Regions from separate parts of the Triticum aestivum genome. Here region 2 is linked to region 1. A link is a contact called in public Hi-C data. All regions are on one chromosome and are shown on one strand. The core of a region is the stretch at or near the end of the contact, and the rest is flanking DNA. Distances in the headings are between cores, read along the strand shown.

What was found. A called contact is a pair of places that touch in the nucleus more often than the background predicts.
Region 2: a contact with region 1 is called in a Hi-C map of leaf, with 5 times the contacts expected there. The contact joins the promoter of LOC123092794 here to the promoter of LOC123092793 in region 1. A contact is called at or near these places in 2 of 5 Hi-C or Micro-C datasets (both in leaf) and 1 of 1 datasets of contacts at active chromatin or transcription factors (leaf).

What each region holds. Positions count from the first base shown.
Region 1 is chr4B:474,488,964-474,492,069 of IWGSC CS RefSeq v2.1, forward strand. LOC123092793 (acyl-CoA-binding domain-containing protein 5) reads right to left here and starts at 1,583. Exons shown (of 5, transcript XM_044514620.1): 1 at 93-1,583. The coding sequence starts at 1,405.
Region 2 is chr4B:475,033,464-475,036,569 of IWGSC CS RefSeq v2.1, forward strand. LOC123092794 (26S proteasome non-ATPase regulatory subunit 4 homolog) reads left to right here and starts at 1,596. Exons shown (of 11, transcript XM_044514621.1): 1 at 1,596-1,771; 2 at 1,866-1,979; 3 at 2,087-2,192; 4 at 2,416-2,530; 5 at 2,615-2,824; 6 at 2,916-3,106. The coding sequence starts at 1,760. LOC123092795 (a long non-coding RNA gene) reads right to left here and starts at 1,196. Exons shown (of 12, transcript XR_006444853.1): 1 at 812-1,196; 2 at 421-743; 3 at 128-305.

The DNA of each region.
Region 1 (3,106 bases), core at 333-2,832:
GTGTTTTGTAAAATATCATTGACTAATATGACTTGCTGCATCACAAGAAAGATAAGTGGAACCATAGTGTCAAAGAGAGATAAAACACATACCATTTTGCACGAGAAGAAGGTCTCAGTGTAAGTGGTTGTGCAGCGTCATAACAGGGACCATCAACTGCAACCTTGAGAAGTCCCTGCAGCTGCAGCTGCACATCGCTATTCAGCTTCGACAGAGCAGCCGCCCCGGCGTCACTAGCTGCAAATGCCGCTGCTGCACCAAATCTCTTCTCCACTTCACTTCTCTCAATCCCTTCCCACTCTTCAAACTCCATGCTCGCTCTAGCCTCATCTTCCGGCATCCCTAGCAATGTGGTATCCTTCTCCGGTAGCTGAACATCCACTTTGTCATTAGAGCTGTCTTCTTGGCTGACATTTAGATCATCAGATTTCTTAAGAGCCGGCTCGTCCTTAGGGACCAATTTTTCTTGCTGATCATCCGTGCCGGCCTCATGCCGAGCTTCCTCCTTGTTGTGAACTTCTTCATGTGGAACAACAACTTCTTCCACAGATGGTTCTTTCATTTCCTCATCCTTTGCTGCGGCGTCCGGAATCACTCTTGGAGCCACAACGTGAGCCAATTCATGCTGATTCGCTTCAATGACTTGCTCCTGCTGCTTCCCAGGTACGATGTCAAGAACATCTGCAGGTGGAGTCTCGGAAGCCAATTCACGCGGAATCACTTCAGCAGCTTGAGCTCCCTCCTCCTCCCTCTCCAGTCCTGCATCAACAACTTCTGCAGGAGCAGCCCCCACATCCAGATGGAGCTGCTTCACTTCAACAGCTTCCATAGCATGAACTTCCTGTTTCTGCACTCCCGCATCAGGGACTTCACTCGGGGCAACTTCAGCACCCAGATCATTCTGCTGGGTTGTCTCTTCCTCCAACTCCACGTCAAGAACCTCTCTGGGAGCAGCTTCGGCGCCGGAATCCCGCGGCTTCGCTTCGACAGCCGCCTCGACGGCCGCGGTTAAATCGCACTGCTTCTTGCCAACTTCACCCTCCTCCTTCTGCTCCCGCGACACGGTGCCAAGGAACAGCTCCGGAGCAAGCGTGGCCGGAACCCCCTCTTCCGCGGCCACCCACTCGGTCATCCCCTCCGCGACGGTCGCGGGGGCCTTCTCCACCTCGACCCACCCCTCGGCGAGAGCCGGCGCCGCCACATCCGCCCACGCTCCCACCTCGTCCACCTCGATGACCCTCTCCTCTTCCGCCTCCTCCGCTTTTTCCTCCGCGATCACGTCAGCCGGTCCCGCCGCGCGATCGCGGCGGGGGGGATCATTGTTCCCGGAGAGGAGCTTGGCGAGCAGGAAGGCGACGAGGAGGGTGGCCGCCGCCGTGAGGAGCAGCTCGAACAGCAGCTCCATGAATCCCGGGCGGGGAAGGGCGGGGGAGGAAGCGAGGCAGCGGATGCGGCTTCTCGCTTGCTTTTTCTTGTTCGGTTGGGTCGGCGAGGAGAAGGGGGAAAGAGAAAGCGGAAACAGGGGGGCTACAGGAGAAGGAGAAGGGGGAGCAGCAGAAGAGACGAGGGTGGAGACGGAGGTGGGTGCGTGTGGGGAGAGAGTAAAGGGGGTGGGGCGCCAAAAGGGAGAGGCATATTCGGGGGCGGATACGACCGCCACGAGGGAGGGCCGTAGGCGGAGAGCGGAAAAGGTCTCGTCGACCGCGAGCCGCTTGGGGCGACGCCGTCAGGGGGTTTTCGTTTCCTTGCGCTCGGCTACGCGACGAGGCGGGGTGATCGGCGAGAAGGGCGGCGACGGAGACAGCGAGCGCCGGACCGCCAACGTTTGGAGATTTGGGTTGGGGGGTTTCGGCCTTTTGCTCGCTTTGCGTGTGCTGCGCGCTTTCGGTGGGAAATTTCTCCGCGGTATTCATGGCCATTTCCTTTCTTTCCTGCTTCCCCCTTCGTTCTCCTCTTCCTAACGTCACACCTTTTTTTTTGAACGAAGGCAAAACATTTGACTCGTGAAGAAGAAAATAAAGTGTTTATTACAAGCCCTGAACTACAAAAGTTGCTACTCAACCAGAATGATGGTTCCTAAATTTTTTGGCTCTTCTGGCCATGCAAAGAGAAGCTTCAAGTTTGATGTTGCCGAGTAAAATTGTTCGCACGAGGATTGGTTAGGAAAGACCCGTGTATTTCTTTGGTTTCATATGGACCACGAAATGAGCATGGCCAGATGTGCAAGCTTTGCGATTTTGTATGTTCTTTCCGAAGCGGTTGGTCCAACAATCTTTAACCGTTTGCTCAAAATGCCATTAGGAGGTGTCAATGTGCTCGAGATGTAGCCACTCATGACACGTGGGAGCCTAGACCACGAGAAAAAAACGACTCGGCCTTGTGTCACCCCCCCCCCCCCTCGCGCGACCAGGGCGCTCCAACCCTAAACGCCAGTTGTTGATCCCCCTCCCCTCTCCCTCCCTGCCGTCTGGCAGTGCCGGTGGCGGCAAGATCTCCCTCGCTCGTTCCTGGAGCCAGGGTCGTGGGGCGCTTCTCCTTCTCCTGGACCTGGCAGCGAGCTCAATGGTTGGCGCGTGCTACTTGTGAACTACGTTGGGATTTTTTCGAAGAGGAGAGGATGATGCAGTACAATAGGGATAAATATTTCCCTCGGTTAAGAACCAAGATTATCAATCCAGTAGGAGAACCAAGCAACACTATGTAAGCAGTACCTGCACACAAACAATAAATCCTTGCAACCCAACGCGAACAAGGGGTTGTCAATCTCTTGACGGTTACGAGCAAGATTAAATTGTATGATGATAGATAGATAGATCAAACAAAAATATAAAATAAAATAAATAAAAGAAAAACGCAGCAAGGTGTTTTTGGTTTTAGTAAATGATACAAGACAGACCCGGGTGAGGGTGTCCCGGACTAAGGGGTCCTCGAGCTGCCGGCCTATCTCTCATGGGCCGCGCTGATGGGCCACTCTTGATTAATCAAAGGAAGGCCGGATTACAGGCGACCCCGTGCTCCACAAGGAAACCTCCGAAGACTTGCATATCCTCCAAGCCTAGTTAGCGTAACCAGCATGTTTATCCACTGACGATGACTGGCCATGTGT
Region 2 (3,106 bases), core at 346-2,845, 540 kb after region 1:
TGTAGGGTAAATTTCTTGTAACCTATCCACACAAAATAGAGATGAACAATCCCAGTGATGGATCAAGACTAAAATTTCTGGTATAACAAAAGTGCAGTTAGAGACATGCGCCCAAGGAGGCTCTCACCAGTGGTGCCGGCCGTGATGGCGTTAGCACTCGTGCTGGGCATAGCGTCATAGCCATCGTCTGCCGACCGGAAGCAGCAAACCTCCCAGTCCAGCTTCCCTGTGCGGATGAGGACGACGACGACCCCGACGCTGCCGTAGTCGCCGCGGCGGCGCTGCACCAAGTACTGCTACCGCCCCTACATTTGGTCGCAAACAATCGTTTAGAAACCGCAGATTCAGAAAGAAGGGGAGAAGAATTGCTCTCAATCTCACACCCATGAACAAACCAAGTCGCACAAGGAAGGAACTCACCAAGATCCAGCCAGCACGAGACCCGCCCGTGGCGGCGAGGCTGCCGCTGTACACGTCGCCGGCGTACGTCCCGTCATCCTCGTCGTCGGTCAGGAGCGCGCGGCTCCGCGGCCGCACGTGCTGCCCGTCGCCGTCCATCGGTGCCCGCGGGGATCGCTGAGTCGGAAAAGAAGCAGGCGCCAAGGTAAACGACGTCGCCGCCGTGGAAGTCGGCCGCGAGAGGCGCGCCCAGTTGGTGTCCCGCCTCTCGCTGTCCGTTGCGCCACCAGTTGGTGTCCCGCATCTGTTGCCACTCGCCGACCCCTGCCATGGGAGAGGAGAACCTGGGGGCGCGTGAGTACAGGCTACGGGGAGAAGATGAGTTGGGTCGAGGGCAGGGAGATAGCGTTACCTGGGTCGTCGCTCATCGCTGTCGCGGACGCGGCGCTCCTGCTCGTCTACCTCCCACTTCGATCTCCTCGTGGAATCGGTGAAGAAAAGAAGAGACGGCAAGGGCGCAGATCCACCGCTCCAATCAGATCCCTTCCATTCCCTTCCCTCCCTTGGGAGAGGGAGAGAAGGTGAGGGGGAGGAGGAGGCCGCCGTCGGTGTCGCCATGGCCGGGCAGGGCTCCTCCCGCCTGCCCGCGACGGGAGGTGGCGGGGGCGGCAACGACGGGCGGCGGCGTTTGAGGGAGGGGATCGGCGGCGGCTGCGAGGGCGAAGAGTCTGGTGTGGCGTCGCTCGAGGGCAAAGGCTTCGCTCGCTCGTTCGCAACGCACGGGAAACATCTGGCTAATTTTTCGTAGGTTAACTGTCGTATATTATTTTCAGGCGCGAGTTTTTTTCGATGAACCGGAGGGTTTAGCACTGGACATAATGGGAGCATACCGATTTTTATTTCCTGATTCGAGGGCGGATGAATCGAGGGGATGCGGGAGGTGGGATCGAGGACGAAAAAAACCTGTTTTTGATGGGACAAAAATTGATCGGCGGATACTACCAACTGCTTCATTAGGAGTAGAGAAAATAAAAAATCATATTGTAGGACCCTGGACTAGGGCGAAAGTCTTTTTTTTTAATAAACACGCGGGCAAAAGTCAGGACGACACCCATCGATTTATGTGATTAGTTTTAGTGGGCCTTGGAATAAGGCCCAACAGGTAAGAAAATAGTCCGGTTCCACCGCGGGCCGGACCGACGCGTAACAAGTCTCGAATCGGTGTCCTCCTCGGAAAGCAATCCAACACGTCCACGAAGGCGACACCGCAAATAAGAACTCCACCCCTCCTCCCCTTGGATCAGCTTGTTCCCCAACCCGAACCCAACCCTCGACCGCAGCGACTCACAGCGGCGCAACCATGGTGCTCGAGGTCAGTACCGCCCGCCGGCCTCCCAGATCGCCTCCGCCAAGCTCCTATTCCTAGCGATTTCTCACCGTTTGTTTGGTTTCCCCTCCTTCTGCAGTCGACGATGATCTGCATAGACAACTCGGAGTGGATGCGGAACGGCGACTACTCGCCGTCCCGCTTCCAGGCGCAGGCCGACGCCGTCAACCTCATCTGCGGCGCCAAGACCCAGGTACCGCGCACCCTCCGAACCGATCGATCGATCGAGTCCCGTCTCGTTGTGTGTGGGCTAGGGTTTTGGGTTCCGGATCTGACTCGTTTGTCGGTGTCCTCTTGCAGTCGAACCCGGAGAATACGGTGGGCGTCATGACGATGGCCGGCAAGGGCGTGCGCGTGCTTGTCACTCCCACCAGCGACCTCGGCAAGATCCTCGCCTGTATGCACGGTAAGCTCCCGTCAGTACCCTAATTTCCGGCGTACCGGCGCAGAAGTTTAGGATTTGAATGTAACTGTGCAAGCTCGTCGAGCATGGATAGGACGAATAGTGTAGTCTTTTGGATGGCGTTTGGTGACAGTACGACCCTTAGCAGGCCTTTGCTTCACAAAATATGCTAGTAAAGTAGGAAGGAATTATAGTTCTAATTGATATCCAACAAATCAATGCACAGGGCTGGAAGTTGGAGCTGAAGCAAACTTGGCCGCAGCTATTCAGGTTGCTCAGCTGGCGCTAAAGCATCGCCAGAATAAGAGGCAACAGCAGAGAATTATTGTTTTCATTGGAAGGTATGTTGAGGAAATGAGCAAGATAACATCTATGGACCCTATTTTGTCTGAATTATAGCTAATTTTGTTGTCCTCATATCTCAGCCCTGTGACATACGACAAGAAGGTCTTGGAGACAATAGGGAAGAAGCTGAAGAAGAATAATGTTGCCCTTGACGTTGTTGATTTTGGTGAAACTGATGATGAAAAGCCTGAGAAACTGGAAGCGCTGATCGCTGCTGTGAACAGCAGTGATAGCAGCCACATCGTCCATGTCCCTCCGGGTGACCATGCCCTTTCTGATGTTCTTATAAGGTAACTAACTTTCTTTCATATCCTTGGGGCTCTAGGTTGATATGACGATGTAATTTGGTTGACCGCCTTATAACCCCTACCTGTTTCACAGCACTCCTATCTTTACTGGTGAAGAAGGTGGAAGTGGCTTTGCTGCTTCTGCAGCAGCTGCTGCAGCCACCGGAGCTACCGGATATGATTTTGGTGTGGACCCAAATGTGGATCCAGAGTTGGCACTTGCCCTACGGTTGTCTATGGAGGAAGAGCGAGCTAGGCAAGAGGCTATCGCGAAAAAGGCTGCAG